Linked DNA regions of Hordeum vulgare: all the other regions are linked to region 2. Evidence: chromatin contacts called from public Hi-C and HiChIP or PLAC-seq data. All regions are on one chromosome and are shown on one strand. Each heading gives the region's core, a stretch centred on a gene start, on an enhancer-like site or on the middle of the called end of the contact. The rest is flanking DNA. Distances are from core to core; before and after follow the strand shown. Region 1 holds the start of LOC123408626. Region 2 holds the start of LOC123411386 (probable inactive nicotinamidase At3g16190). Region 3 holds the start of LOC123407746 (F-box protein At5g07610-like).

Region 1 (4,468 bases), core at 1,798-4,297, 150 kb before region 2:
GTAGACCAAGGACTGGGCAACGAGGGTCGTCAGCACCTGCATGGTAATTTGTAAATGAAATTCCAGCAGCAAGGAACATGCTCAATTAACATTAATTTTTGAACGAAGGGTTAACAACAATTCTGGCTCAACCATAAAAGTATACAACTAACATATATACTGAAGACTGGAAGCCCCAGCCCTGACAAGTGCTCACTGAACTCATAAAAGAGAAGTGAGAGACTTTTCAATATTTTGGGTTATGCAACAAGCCGATAAACTATTGGTCGAAGCAGAAGCACTCAATAAGAAATATGATTGGTTTTACCATTTAGGAGGAGGAGCGGACGTGGTGCAATCAGAGGAACTGAGTAGGGAGCATCAAACTGTGAAGCCATACCAGGTGCTATCTGGTCCCAAACCTGGTAAAAATATGTCAATACACGATCGTGAAACAATTCTAATGGAATGATCAGAAATAAATGTCAAATAAATCAGATAGTCACCTTTCTCACAGCCTCTGCATCTATTTCACTCTTCCCTGAATCAATTCTTGCTTCTACAGGGCAGAGAAAACGACATGGATACTTACATGTAAATGTTCTGAACTGATACAATACATTTCAGTTGTGATCTATATTTTCAATGGCTTGCGCCCAATCTTAAAGAGGATGCATGGTATCTCACCTTCAAATAAAGGCTTAATGCTATCAACTCTAGCTTGCCACATGTCATTATCTATTGCCCATTGAAATCCCTGTAGCCACCACAAAGAGCATTGCTTTACAAGGGACAAATCACAAAACTATGCGCACCCACATCAACAAATTACTGCTGTGTGTACCTGAACACCAATTATTGGAACAACAACACTGTACCGTGTATCCACAAAAGCAGCAAACCATGCATGCATTCCTGTATTCAGCTCCAAATAAAAAAGATAAATTTTCTAGAAGTGAAGTCTATGTATTAATTCAGTGTCATGATGCGATCATGATCTATAATACCTCCAAGTGATTCACCAGTAATCCCTATCCTAGAGGGATCGACATCCTCCCTTGTACTAAGATGATCCCCAAGCTTTATCAAGTCCCACACCTGCACATGTTCCTCACTGAGTATCACAGAAAGCAGGCCTAACATGTTTTGATGTATGATGTACTAGGTCATACAGTAGAAGACAATCATAGGGAGAGAACCAGACCAAGAGAATAAATCCAGAATTCAACTGAAGTGCTGACCCAACTAGTCTAGTTATGGCATCAGTACAGCTGGACTAACACCAACAACAGTGGCTTACCCATCAGGTTAGTTAAAGAGTAGACCACCAAGCATGGCACTGGGCCAGCCCAACTAAAGGCATGTGCCATACATATCCGGTTTGACATTTATTGGTACAGAACCATCCATTTATTACAAAAAATGTTTTGATGGGAAAATTGAACAACACTGTTAAGAGAACTTAAGAACAATCAAAAGATTAACTGTAACAGGTGGAAATACCATACAGTACCGTGTCAAAAATAAAAGGCATAGTGTCCCCATTCTTCCAAGATGATTTCAGTGCCTGTGTTTGAACCACGAAAGTAGGGATGGTCAGTTCAACTGAAATCTATGGATAGAAAACTTCATGAAATCAGTAGCGCACAAAGTAAGTAGATTACGTCTATGTAAGTAGTCTTGCTGCTGGCCCTTTCACCATGATAACGAGAATCGATGGCGACAGCAATATAACCCCTGGAGGCATATGCCTGCAAATGTGCAAGCAAGTTAAGAACACTAACTGGTGCTAAACATTGATGTATACTGCATACGGGCATGCTGGTATGGTTGAAAGAGAAGGAATTTCACCTCAAGCAGTGGACGCAACCATTCCTTGCATTTGTACGAGCTGTGCAGTATTACAACGACTGGCTTCCTTTCAGGAGCAGTGTCATTGAGTTTCAGTAGAAGTACAGGCAGGCGTCCCTGTTCACCTGACTGTTGGGGGGAGAAAAGTGATGAGAAATTCTTCTGTTCAGGGAACAAGAGGCACAATAAAGCCAAGCCAGTGCCCGTTCACTGTAGACTTGACTGGAGCTGGATCTCAGAACCACATTTAATACACCAACTATCAGGCTCTCCAAAAGTGGGTGATTCAGACAGAGGGTCCGAGTGGAAACATGGCGGCAATGTACTAAGCGAAGCACATGCATTGCAATGTCAGCCTGTCTACGACGAGCACTGGCATTGATCTCAAGTATCTTTGGGGTAGCTCAAATGCAGCTGGCTTTCATTGATCTCAAGTTAAACTTGCAGATACGTGGGCAGGCGGTGTGCAGGCGCAATATTCAGAAACAAGCAATGTGCTGCACTGTCTGTACCCACTCCACTTGGCACCTGCGACGAATCGATCGATCGATTGATCGTAGAACTGAGGTATGGGCCAAACAAAGGGTACCTCGGTCATCAGGTAGAAATTCTCTTCGACGAGCTTCTCCTCGAAGTTGTCCACCTCCTTCCTCGGGCACGACTCCATGGCCTGGAAAAAAAGGGATTCAGACACGGTCGAGTCGACCCAGTCGCGTCGATCTGGAAGCTGGAATGTGTTTTGCTCAGATCGACGGAGGGCACTGACCTCTCTCAGCCCCAGAGGCCCGTTGCCTTGGTACAGCGGCTCCTTCACCGGGCTCCCTTGCTCCACGGTCAGAGGCACTGGGGCATTGATCAACTTATTAGTAGGCTGCAGACCCACGGGCGGGCGCGCGGGAGAGAGGGAGAGGGAGGGAGGGGGAGGGGGCCGGCTGACCTTGGCGTTCGCGGCGGCGGCTGAGCAGCACCTCGCGGAACTCCGACCTGAGGTCTCCGGCGGCGGCGGCCATTGGGGCTCCGGTGGCCTCGGTGCGGTCCGCCATGGAACCGGGCGTGGTGGACCTGGAAGTGGAACTGGAGGAGTGGCAGCCGGGCCCCACCGCCACCCCCACGAGGCGTCTCTTCGAGTGGCCGCCCGTCGCGTGGCCGAGGCGAGGCGGGGCCCACATGGCAGCCGCGGCGAGGGCCAGCGCCAGCGCCATGGACCGCCTCAGCAGCATCGACGGCCGATAAGGCGCGAGGGGGCGTGGCGTCCACGTGTTTCGCCAGCTAGCCGGTCGCCGGCGCAGCGTGGGGAGGATGCTCGTGCTCCCTGTTCAAAGTCAACGAGAGAGAGAGGAGCGAATAGTTGGAATGAACAGTGATATCTCATGGATGGAAATTGGGGATATTTATACCGAGTACATGACGGTTTACAAAAAGGGTTGACAAAAGAACAACCGACATGGTAGGAGTATTGATTAATAATTAAATAATTAATACATATTAATTATTCCTAACACTCCTTCTAATCAATTCTTCATCTTGTAAATAGTCATCTTCTTGATAAGAACTTCTTTATAAATAACTTCGTCCTTGAGGATGTTCATCATTCCATCTTGAGAAATCATTGTATAATCTTTAAAGTCTCCTCTAAAAACCCTGTGGGAGAAATATGAGGAGAATAGTGTAGATATGTTGCTAAAACTCTTTTAAACCCTGTGAAAAAAACAAGAAAAAAACGATACAACATATAATGATTATTGTTTCGTGATAACTCATTGAAAAAAACTTATTTTCGAGTTTAGAGAACAATAAATATACCTTGAGTACTTCCTTTAAAAACTCTGATAGGAAAAATAGAAAGTATGACATATGATCTTTGAGCAGATATTTCCTCATTAAAAAAATCATTATGAGAAACTTTGAGAGAAAACTCATAAGGGAAAAGAATGCGATCTCATATGCCATTCAAGACTCCTTCAAAACCCAGTGCGAAAATATAAGGAGAAAATAATATGGCATATATAGACACTTGTGTTTATATTGTCTCGTTAAAAATCTTTTTATAAGACACCATTAGGAAAAAAACTCATCAAGGAAAAAAGAGTACAATATATGCAATCTGATGATTGTTAATAGGTTATAGTTCGGGAGATTACTCCCCCTGAACTTTGCAAATATGGAGGATGTCTCATAGCAATTCCATTGACATGGACATGAGATTGTGTATAATATGTTGGATTATCACAGTATTTTGTTTGCAAATTATTTCCTCACTTTTCTATAACCGTGAGGATAAGTAATTTCTGAGCAATGTGATTTATGATATTGGTCTTCATATTTCTATAGGTATTGAGTAACACAAGTGGAAGTATCTTGATAAATCAAGTTATGTGATTCTCATGAATCTCAACCACATGATTTTGAGTGTGGTTAATCATTCTGCCAAGCCATGCATATTTTGCAATGCTTTTAGATAAATCAATTATGTCAAAATGATAAGTGGAAATAGTAGTTAAAGTCTATTTAGATGACTCTCAGAGAAGACTTTCTAGTGAATTCAGTCGTTGATATGGCATTGCTGAGATCAAATAAAGAGCCAATATAATTACATCATATAATAGTCATGTCTTTTATTTCCTAAAGGGATTGTCCA
Region 2 (4,361 bases), core at 1,253-3,752:
AAGGAATCACCCAGAGCCAGCTTCATACGTATTTGACGTGGAGAGTAAAATAGAAGGGCTAGCGCGAAAGAAGAGTGCTCACCCAAATGGATATCTGGCCTAGCAGCAGCTGTTGCATCAATAAGGACCATAACTTTCTCATAGTCCAATTCCACAGCATCGTAGACAGTCTGCCGGATGCAATTTGGAGTTTGGACACCTGAAAATCATCACATATATATACAACAGTAAATGTGGCTGCCGATGTGATGTTGGACAATCAAGCGAAAACAAAGGAAGCGATATTTGTTCTAAACAAGGTTTTTCCTACATGTTGTGCTGAACTCTACATCATAAACAATGGAAGCGATCTTTGTTCCTCACAAATTTTAAAAATATTGCTGCATTATACAAAATTTCCCTTTATGGGATTCACGCTTGTAAGGGCAGAGTTATTGCCACCATATGCATTTTGAAAACATGAGACAGGGTATAAACTGCAACAGGAATCAGAAGAAAGTAATGATACAGTTAAAGAAAAGAAACCGACCTTAAAGCAACCAATTACCATTGTAACAAAAAAAAACTTTTACTAAGTGAGTGTGTATCAGTGCTTACCAACAATTACCAAGTTCTTTATTCCTTGTGTCTTAAGAACGGAATCAAGGTGTGTCGCAAAGAAAGCACTAAATCTTGTCTTCACTAACTTGTAGTCGCCTTCTTTGATAAAAAGCCCATCAGCCAGCTCTGCACCTTTCAAACCTTTCACTGTTGGACCCTTTCCTCCAGAGTACAAGTGTCTGCGAAAAAGTTCAACATCTCTTCCAGAAGGGTCATGCTCTCTGACAACCTACATAGTAAAGTTCATTGTCAATCAATACCCAGACTCTAAGAATGGTGACAGTGCCTAGACATCCAAATTACTAGAAACCACGCTAGTTGGTGAAGAAAATAGGGGAAAGTGTGATTACACAAACAGAGGCTAAGCTTGCAGATTGCAATATTCATGATCAAATTAGTATCACAAAGCATGTTTAGCAGAATTTAGAACGGAATGTGCTTCAGTACAACCAATAGGAAACTGATGAATACCTTGCACACACACCACAATGAAGCAAAAGAGGTTATTCCAAAATTGACAATGTGTGCGCTGCATAATACCAGAATTGAGACCATGCTAGCTGGAGTATTCATTTTGCATCAGATTTTAAAATAACACCAAACCATTACAAACATCTGACAACACTCAACTTTCTACTTTATCTAGAAAGAAACAAATAAGGCATACCAACAAGTCAACAAACCACTTAATTCAGCGACCCTCAAATGCCCTGATTGGAAACTTTGATTAGAGAGAATAATACGACTATTGTGTCACGTTCGTGATACATGGCGAAATGTGGAATGTTATCATGTCATTTGGTGCCCTACATGAAACAGTAAAACAGAAAGGGAATTGTTCGAACTTGTAACCGAATCAGGGTAGAGGCCAAAGCCAAATACCTCACCATCTGTCAGCAATTTAATGATTAAACAAGAACAATCACTTTTATGATTAAAAAACGTTGAAGAAGAAATACGGCTAGTAACTTGTGCAAAGCAGGACATTCATCAAAAATAAAAAAACAAGTGAGTGGATTCTGGGAAGAGCGAAGGTCTCATCCTGCAGCAGACAGTTGTTGAACTTGACAAGGAAAATAGTAGGACTTCTACATTATTAGAACACAAGGGGGATTGCAAGGCTAATCGAACTTAACCAGCAAAACAGGAACCGTAGCGCCACGCCGGTAAGAGATTACACAGAACACGTATTAGAATGGATCGCTCCCAAGAAATTAGAGGCCCGTATTGCATAGAAAGAAATCAGAGAATAGGCAAAGCGGCACTAGAAAAGAGGAGCGGTAATTACCCAGACGACGAAGATGCCGCGCTCCCGCGCCACGGCGACGGCCTCAGCGACGGCGGGGACGACGGCCTCGCCGCCGGCGACCAGCACCGGGCTGCCCATCGCCGGGTCCACGAAATCCTTCTGCGACAACCCACAAGCAGGCAGGTCAGGCGACCCACCGAACAAGGAATCCCGAACAAAAGCTGGATTCTTTCCTCACAACAAAGGAAATGAAATGAAGGGGGGGGGGGGGGGGGGGGGGAAGGGGAACGGCCCGGATCGAGAGAGGAACGGAGGGCCCGCACGCACCTGCATGTCGATGACGAGCATGGCCGTCTCGCTCCACTTGCCGGCGGCCGCCATGGGTCGGTGCGGCCTGAAGGGGCTGGTCGGGATCCGGGGGATTATGCTGCCGCCGCCGCCGGAGAGCCAGCGCCTCTTGAGGTAGTGGAGGAGGAACTTGTCGAGGGAGAGGACCAGCACCAGCAGGCACGACAGCAACGCCAGATGCGAGGGCATAAATCGCGCCCGCGAAAGAAGAAAAAACCGCGGTAAGAATCTTCTTCCTTCTTTTTTATTAATCCATGGGGAAGCACTGTTTGAATGATTTTTGTGGAGAGGAATTCGGACGACGCGTGGGATGGGAGAGAGGGAGAGGGTTTGGTCGGAGAGTGGGTGTGGGCGCACCGGGGGAGGTTGAACGGAGGTTGGAGTTGGACGCTGACAGTACCACCAGACGCATCTGTTTGGATTGTGGGAGATGCTTTGCTTGGCAAGGAATATTGGCTTTGGCCATTCCCTTTTTTAGAGAGAGAATTTTTCAATTTATTCATGGCGCGTGCTACGGATCAACCGATTGATTTTCCTTGGTAGCCGTACAATAAGATGCTACCAGCCGCACGATGAGACGCTCCCCATGGTTGCAGCTTCGTGGCACCGGCGACGCTCCCTTGCAGCGCCGGTGGAGCTTCAACGCAACACCGACGCTCTGGCCAAGCTTCATTGCAGCCTCGGCGAAGCTCCAACGCAGCGCTGACGGGTTCGATGAAGCTCCATCGCAACTCCGGTCGAGTTTCATTGAAGCCCTGACGGAGCTCCAACGCAACGTCGACGGCTCCGACGAAGCTCCATGACAACTCCGGCCGAGCTCCATTGCATCCCCGACCGAGCTTCAATGCAGTGTCGACGGCTCCGACGAAGCTCCATGGCAACTCCAGCCGAGCTCCATTGCAGCCCCGGCCGAGCTCCAGTGCGGCCGCAAAAGAAAATAGCAGCTGTTGCGACATGTGCAGGAGGCCGTGGTCGCTGTTTTTCTCCAGAAATCGCAGCAGCGGTGCGCGGTGGTGCGGTGGTCGCAGGCTCATAGCAGACAGCGGAGAATGGGGACGAAGGAAAAGATGGGAAGGAGGGATTAGCGTGTGGAGGAGAAAATGGGCGAAGAGATAAGGTCATCTTGGGGAAGTGGTGGATGGTCCCAGAGGGCACGTGTCAAGCAGCGCGAGCGGCTTATGATTCTTCGTTATCATCCGGTAAATTTAAAACGTTTTAGTACATAGAAGATGGGAAAAAATTTCTGATCAACTAACAAATCCTGCGCTAAATGTCCACCGTCTTTTTTTGTACGTCACGTGCCCACGTGAGCGTGCACCACTGCTTTCATTTTTTTCTTATCTCCAATGAACATACCACATCTACATCTTCTTCCCCAACTTGTTCTCCTACCTCCTCCAGTGCATTAAACCATATGTCGTTGCTACGTCACTCACCCCTCCTCTTCTCCTCCCTTCTCCTTTCTCACTTTCCTCTGCGAAGCATGTCGCTGTCGGAGCACCGTCGTCACCGTCCTGGAGGAGCACCGGTGTGGACAGGCATGGTTGTCGCTTTCTCAAGGTCAGCTGCAAAAGCTGGTACCGCGCAAAACAACAGTTCCTGCAACAACGACGTTGTTGCAATGGCACCTGGGACGCGGTGAAGTTATGTGCTTTGTTGAATAAAATTGCAACAAGGGGTTTGTTGCATGAATACGAAGAAGAGGTCAGAGATGTTGTTGTCAATTTTGCAACAATGTTCTTTTTGCAAGAATACAACGAAGAGGTTGGACATATTGCAAATTTTGCAACTGAGATCTTGTTGCAGGGATTATGTTTGCAACAAGAGTCTTGTTGCACAAAAAAAAGAGAATAAGTTTTCCAACTGGGATCTTGTTGCAGGAACGAGCTTTGCAACAAGGCGCTTGTGGTAGAAAAATAGAAAAGAGGAACGAACGAGATCTTGTTGCAGGAATTATGTTTGCAACAAGAGTTTTGTTGCAGAAAAAATGAGAACAAATTTTGCAACTGAGATCTTCTTGTAGGAATGAGCTTTGCAACAAGGCGCTTGTGGCAGAAAAATAGAAAAGAGTAACGGACAACTCAATCGGACGGCATATATGAGGTGGCAGATCTTTAAAAAGATCCACCGACGGACGCATAGCAGGCCTCATAGAACATCAAAA
Region 3 (4,236 bases), core at 615-3,114, 170 kb before region 2:
TCATCATCGCCCGGTGAGTGCCACGACACCTCTTGCATGACCCTCTCCCAATCCCCAAGGCAAGAGAATTGGATGGTGTAAAGATTGTCCTCTAGAGGTTTGAACTTCACCTCCTGCGCTAAGTCTCAAGCTGATCTCATGTTGCGGAAAATCCAGTACTGACTATAGGTTTTAATAGAGTTAACCCTAGCCAGAGCGATTCACCGGGCTGCCTCCGACGGAGCCTCTTTTTCATCGAAGACCACATCGTCAAGGTCTTCCTCGTTGAGGCCCAGCTCTTGCATCATCTTCTCGACGTCGCTCATCCCAGTCGAACTCGACGCCGATTCTTAAGCCATGTAGATCACTAACCCAAAGATTAGATTGGGTTGTTATGAGGGAACCTAGGCTCCTTGCTCTCACGTGCCCCCCCGCAGCGCGTGCGGCATCCAGGGGAACGGGGGGAAGACTCCACGTAAAAGTACTCGGGCGGGGAAGGTCAAAACTCGACGGCGGCGAGAAGCGCCTCGAGAACCATAGCCTTAACGAGAGGGAAAACCAACAGCAAACGCTTTCAATAAATGAATCTATTTAAAATAAAAAATATGACAAGCGCGTCACTCTTGCTAAGACGAGGAGTGATTTTTACAGCATCTCCAACAGGCGCGCTTCGCGCCGCGCCTAAAAAACGAGTTTGCCGCGCGCTGGTCGCCTGGTTTTGCGCGTCGCGCAGCGCTGGCTCCAACAGCCGCGCTATAATGCAGCGCGCGCGCTGGCTCCAGCAGTGCCCAAAAATGCAGCGCGCATAATTTTTTCTAATAAATAGATTGCATTTAAATAAAAAAGATACAAAGTTATTTTACATAGATAGCAACTAGATAGGTAGTTCGAAAACATAGATAGATAGTTCGATAAAGAAAATACTAATCCTAGTCGCTCCAGTCATCTGCACCACCATCATCGTCGGTGTCGTCGGAGGTTGACAGCCAAATGTCAAACCAACGTTCATCTTCTTCAGTGAAGAAGGACCTCCCGCCTGCATTGACGAGGTCGGCCTGCGCACACGCCAAAGCCTTCCGACGACGTCTATCCAACCGCTCCTCGCGGCGCCGGCGCGTGTCCTCCTCGCGGCGCCGTTTCCAGTACTCCTGCTCGTAGGCGACGTCTTCCGGGTGGCGCCGGCGCCACTCCACCATGACCCGCTCGTCCTCCTGGGCGACGAGGAGGCGGCGCTGCAGCGCAGTGTGCTCCGCACGGTCTTGTGCGGAGTTTAGACGAGGTGGCGGGGCCAGGTCTAATGCCTGCTGGAGCGTGCGGACGTCGGGGAAATTCATCTGCAGTCGCGGCCTGCCTAGGCGCCACGCCGCCGCGTCGAACGCGCGGGCGGCCTCGTGCGCCGTGTCGTAGGTGCCGAGGCTCAGCCGTAGATCGCCGGAGCGTATCTCGACGTAGAACCCGCTGTTGGGGCGCTCGCGAACGCCGCGGTAGCCCGACGCAGACCGGCGGCGCGGCGGCATGGTGGCTCGTCGTCGGCGGCGGCGGCGCGAGAGGGAGAGAGAGCGCGGCGCGAGAGGCAGGGAGAACGCGGCGGCGGCGCGAGTGACAGAGGAAGAGAGAACGCGGCGCGAGAGGCAGGGCAGCGCGCTGCCTTTTATGGGCGCTCGGGCTGCCGCCTTTTCGCGCGCGCTAGCGGTTCCCGCGCGCACGGTTTTCCCACCGCCGCTGGAGCGCGCATTTCAGTCCCGCACGCGGTAAACTGCCGTTTTTTAGCGCGCGCCTTTTTGCGCGGCTGTTGGAGTGATCTTAGTGAGTGATTTCAGCGACCTACGCATTAAATAGGAGCCAAGACCGTAGAACGGCTGAAGCGCAGGCTGAAAGAAAGACATAAGCCCAACACAGCAACACAAAAGCCCAACACAGCAACACTCCTCTTCCCCCATTCACTCGGCCTGTCATCCATTTCCACTCCACACCGCAGCCAGACCCTCGCCGCCGCGCCGCCAGATCCTCGCCGACGGGGACGGGAGCACCTCGGACGGGCTCCCTCGCCGCCACTCTCTTCTCGGCCGGTACGTACGCCACGTTCTTCGTAGATCCTCTCTCCCTTCCTTCGTGCTGCCCTCACCGATGTCGATGGATCTGCAATCTCTCCTCCTCCGCCCCCGTTCGCAGGTTGACCGCCTCCTCTCCCCGCGGCGATGGCAGACGGGCGGCTGAATCCAGCGGACAAGCTCACCGAAGACCTCCTCGTCGAGATCCTGTCGCGCGTGCCGTACAAGTCGCTGTGCCGCTTCAAGTGCGTCTCCAAGCGGTGGCGCGGCATCATCTCCCACCCCGACCACCGCAAGGCGCTGCCGCAGTACCATCTCCATGACCTCGCCGGCTTCCTCTACTCGAGCGACGTCGACAAGGCTGGCTGGTTTGGGCGGCCTGTATCTGCTCACAATTTCACGGGTGTCTCTGTGGGAACCCGCCCTCCTGTCCGCCCTTCACTCCCCTTCCTGCCTGACTGCGAGCAATTCCACCTTCTCGACAGCTGCAACGGCCTGCTCCTCTGCCGCCGCTTCCAGGCCTTTGGTTCGGAGGCATTTGATTACGTGGTGTGCAATCCTGCCACGGAGAAATGGGTCGCCCTGCCCGGCTTCTTCACCAAGATGCAGACAGCTCGCTTGGGGTTCGACCCGGCTGTTTCCTCGCACTTCCATGTGTTCCGTTTCGTGGAGGATGGATACGTCAAAGGGGTAGAGATCTACTCGTCCAAAACTGGGGCCTGGAGTCACAATGAATGCCGCAGTTGGATCTTCCCAACAAGTATAGTCCATGAATCCAAAAGTGTTTTTTTCAATGGTTTGCTGCATTTGCTCGCCGTCGAGTCTGTGGTGGTGGCAGTGGATGTGGAGGGAACTACTTGGAAGGTTATTCCTACACCACGCCCTGGCCCCGGTGTTGATGTCGGGTTCATTGATCTGTCTCAAGGGCGTTTATATCTGGCAAGATGTGATCCGCACCGTGAGTACAAACTATCAATCTGGGTTCTCGAAGACTACGACAGTGAAGAAGACTACAATGAAGAAGACTACGGTGATGAACGCTTCGGCAGTCAAGTGTGGGTCTTGAAGCACAGTGTCAGGTGTTTGAATCTATTTGGAGTGAAGGATGTCCAGGTGAGAGACCAGTACCATATTGTCGCCCTCCACCCACAACAAAACACGATTTTCTTGGTTTATGAGCATGACAAAGTACTCATGTCTTATGAAATGGATAGTGGGAAAGTGCAGTTCATCACCGATCTTGGACCTGATTCCGTGGAGCCCTATCTTCCTTATGTAACCTTGTACTCGAAGGAATTGGCAGATTGGAACTGATAGTCTGGCTTCCATATCGCTGTTCCATTGTCGGCCTTTCAGGTAGCGTTCAATCATAGGACCCTAGTATTATCAGCAGCTATCCGGTTACATCTTTCTGATGTTCTGTTACTCCTCTTTTGTTGTCGAGTGTGCTCTGCGTTGTAACCTCACTTTATGGGTCTATCTATTCCAGATAACTTAGTAATGCTACCTGCTTATCTTATGTAAACATATATGTTTATGGTTGCTATCAGCAAACACGCAACAGCTTTACCTATTTAACTTTATGGGCCTATCATTTATTTGTACCATGGTTGCTGTTTCTGATGTCCCTCTTATATTGTACTTATCTGTATTCTTTGTTGAAACTTGTTGTGCACTTTAGGTATGTAACTCTATGTGCGGTAAAACATCGGAGGGAATTTCTGTTCTATTCTTCCTGTCATTGTAGTGGACAGTAGAGCATGTGAGTTTATGTTCCTTTGCTCCTGTCAATGGTGAAATGATCAGCACTAGTGAAGCCTATTATCTTTTGTTAGATGCAGTTTAGTCTGGAATTTACAGCATCATATATTTACAGATATTTTTATTCCATCAATAAAATAGCTTGATTCACTCTGTCATATTCAGTTCCAGTGTTGGTTCCTAAGTCTAAAACTAACTTTTTTGTCGATTTGATCTAGAAAATTGCCTGATTCACTTCCTGCTGTATTTAGCTGCAATGCCTGATCTTCGCCAGCAGATGCCTTGAACTGTCGTTTATTATATGACAGGATGATAGGTAGTACAATCCTTTTTTCGGATGCGTCTACAGTATATTCATCTAATTTATATCGGGGTAATTAGAGTAGACCACTCTGAACTTTTAGCCTCCATGCGCCCTGGCCTTGTCCCTGCTGGTGCCTCAGGT

What was found. Hi-C and Micro-C count contacts between places; a contact is called where the count stands out from the background. HiChIP or PLAC-seq counts read pairs in DNA pulled down with a chosen protein or histone mark.
Region 1: a Hi-C map of leaf shows a contact between it and region 2, with 2.9 times the contacts expected there. The contact joins the promoter of LOC123408626 here to the promoter of LOC123411386 in region 2. A contact is called at or near these places in 4 of 6 Hi-C or Micro-C datasets (leaf and seedling).
Region 3: a contact with region 2 is called in an H3K4me3 HiChIP or PLAC-seq map of embryo, with 5 times the contacts expected there. The contact joins the promoter of LOC123407746 here to the promoter of LOC123411386 in region 2. A contact is called at or near these places in 2 of 6 Hi-C or Micro-C datasets (both in leaf) and 1 of 1 datasets of contacts at active chromatin or transcription factors (embryo).

What each region holds. Positions count from the first base shown.
Region 1 is chr7H:45,890,164-45,894,631 of MorexV3_pseudomolecules_assembly, reverse strand. It overlaps LOC123408626, which reads right to left and starts at 3,047. Exons shown (of 13, transcript XM_045101686.1): 1 at 2,768-3,047; 2 at 2,597-2,673; 3 at 2,420-2,500; 4 at 1,831-1,959; 5 at 1,644-1,730; 6 at 1,493-1,546; 7 at 987-1,077; 8 at 824-894; 9 at 667-736; 10 at 486-538; 11 at 380-401; 12 at 1-36. The coding sequence starts at 3,032.
Region 2 is chr7H:45,736,550-45,740,910 of MorexV3_pseudomolecules_assembly, reverse strand. It overlaps LOC123411386 (probable inactive nicotinamidase At3g16190), which reads right to left and starts at 2,502. Exons shown (of 5, transcript XM_045104323.1): 1 at 2,177-2,502; 2 at 1,889-2,008; 3 at 598-829; 4 at 83-199. The coding sequence starts at 2,386.
Region 3 is chr7H:45,909,717-45,913,952 of MorexV3_pseudomolecules_assembly, reverse strand. It overlaps LOC123407746 (F-box protein At5g07610-like), which reads left to right and starts at 1,864. Exons shown (of 2, transcript XM_045100948.1): 1 at 1,864-2,048; 2 at 2,152-3,608. The coding sequence starts at 2,178. The coding sequence ends at 3,344.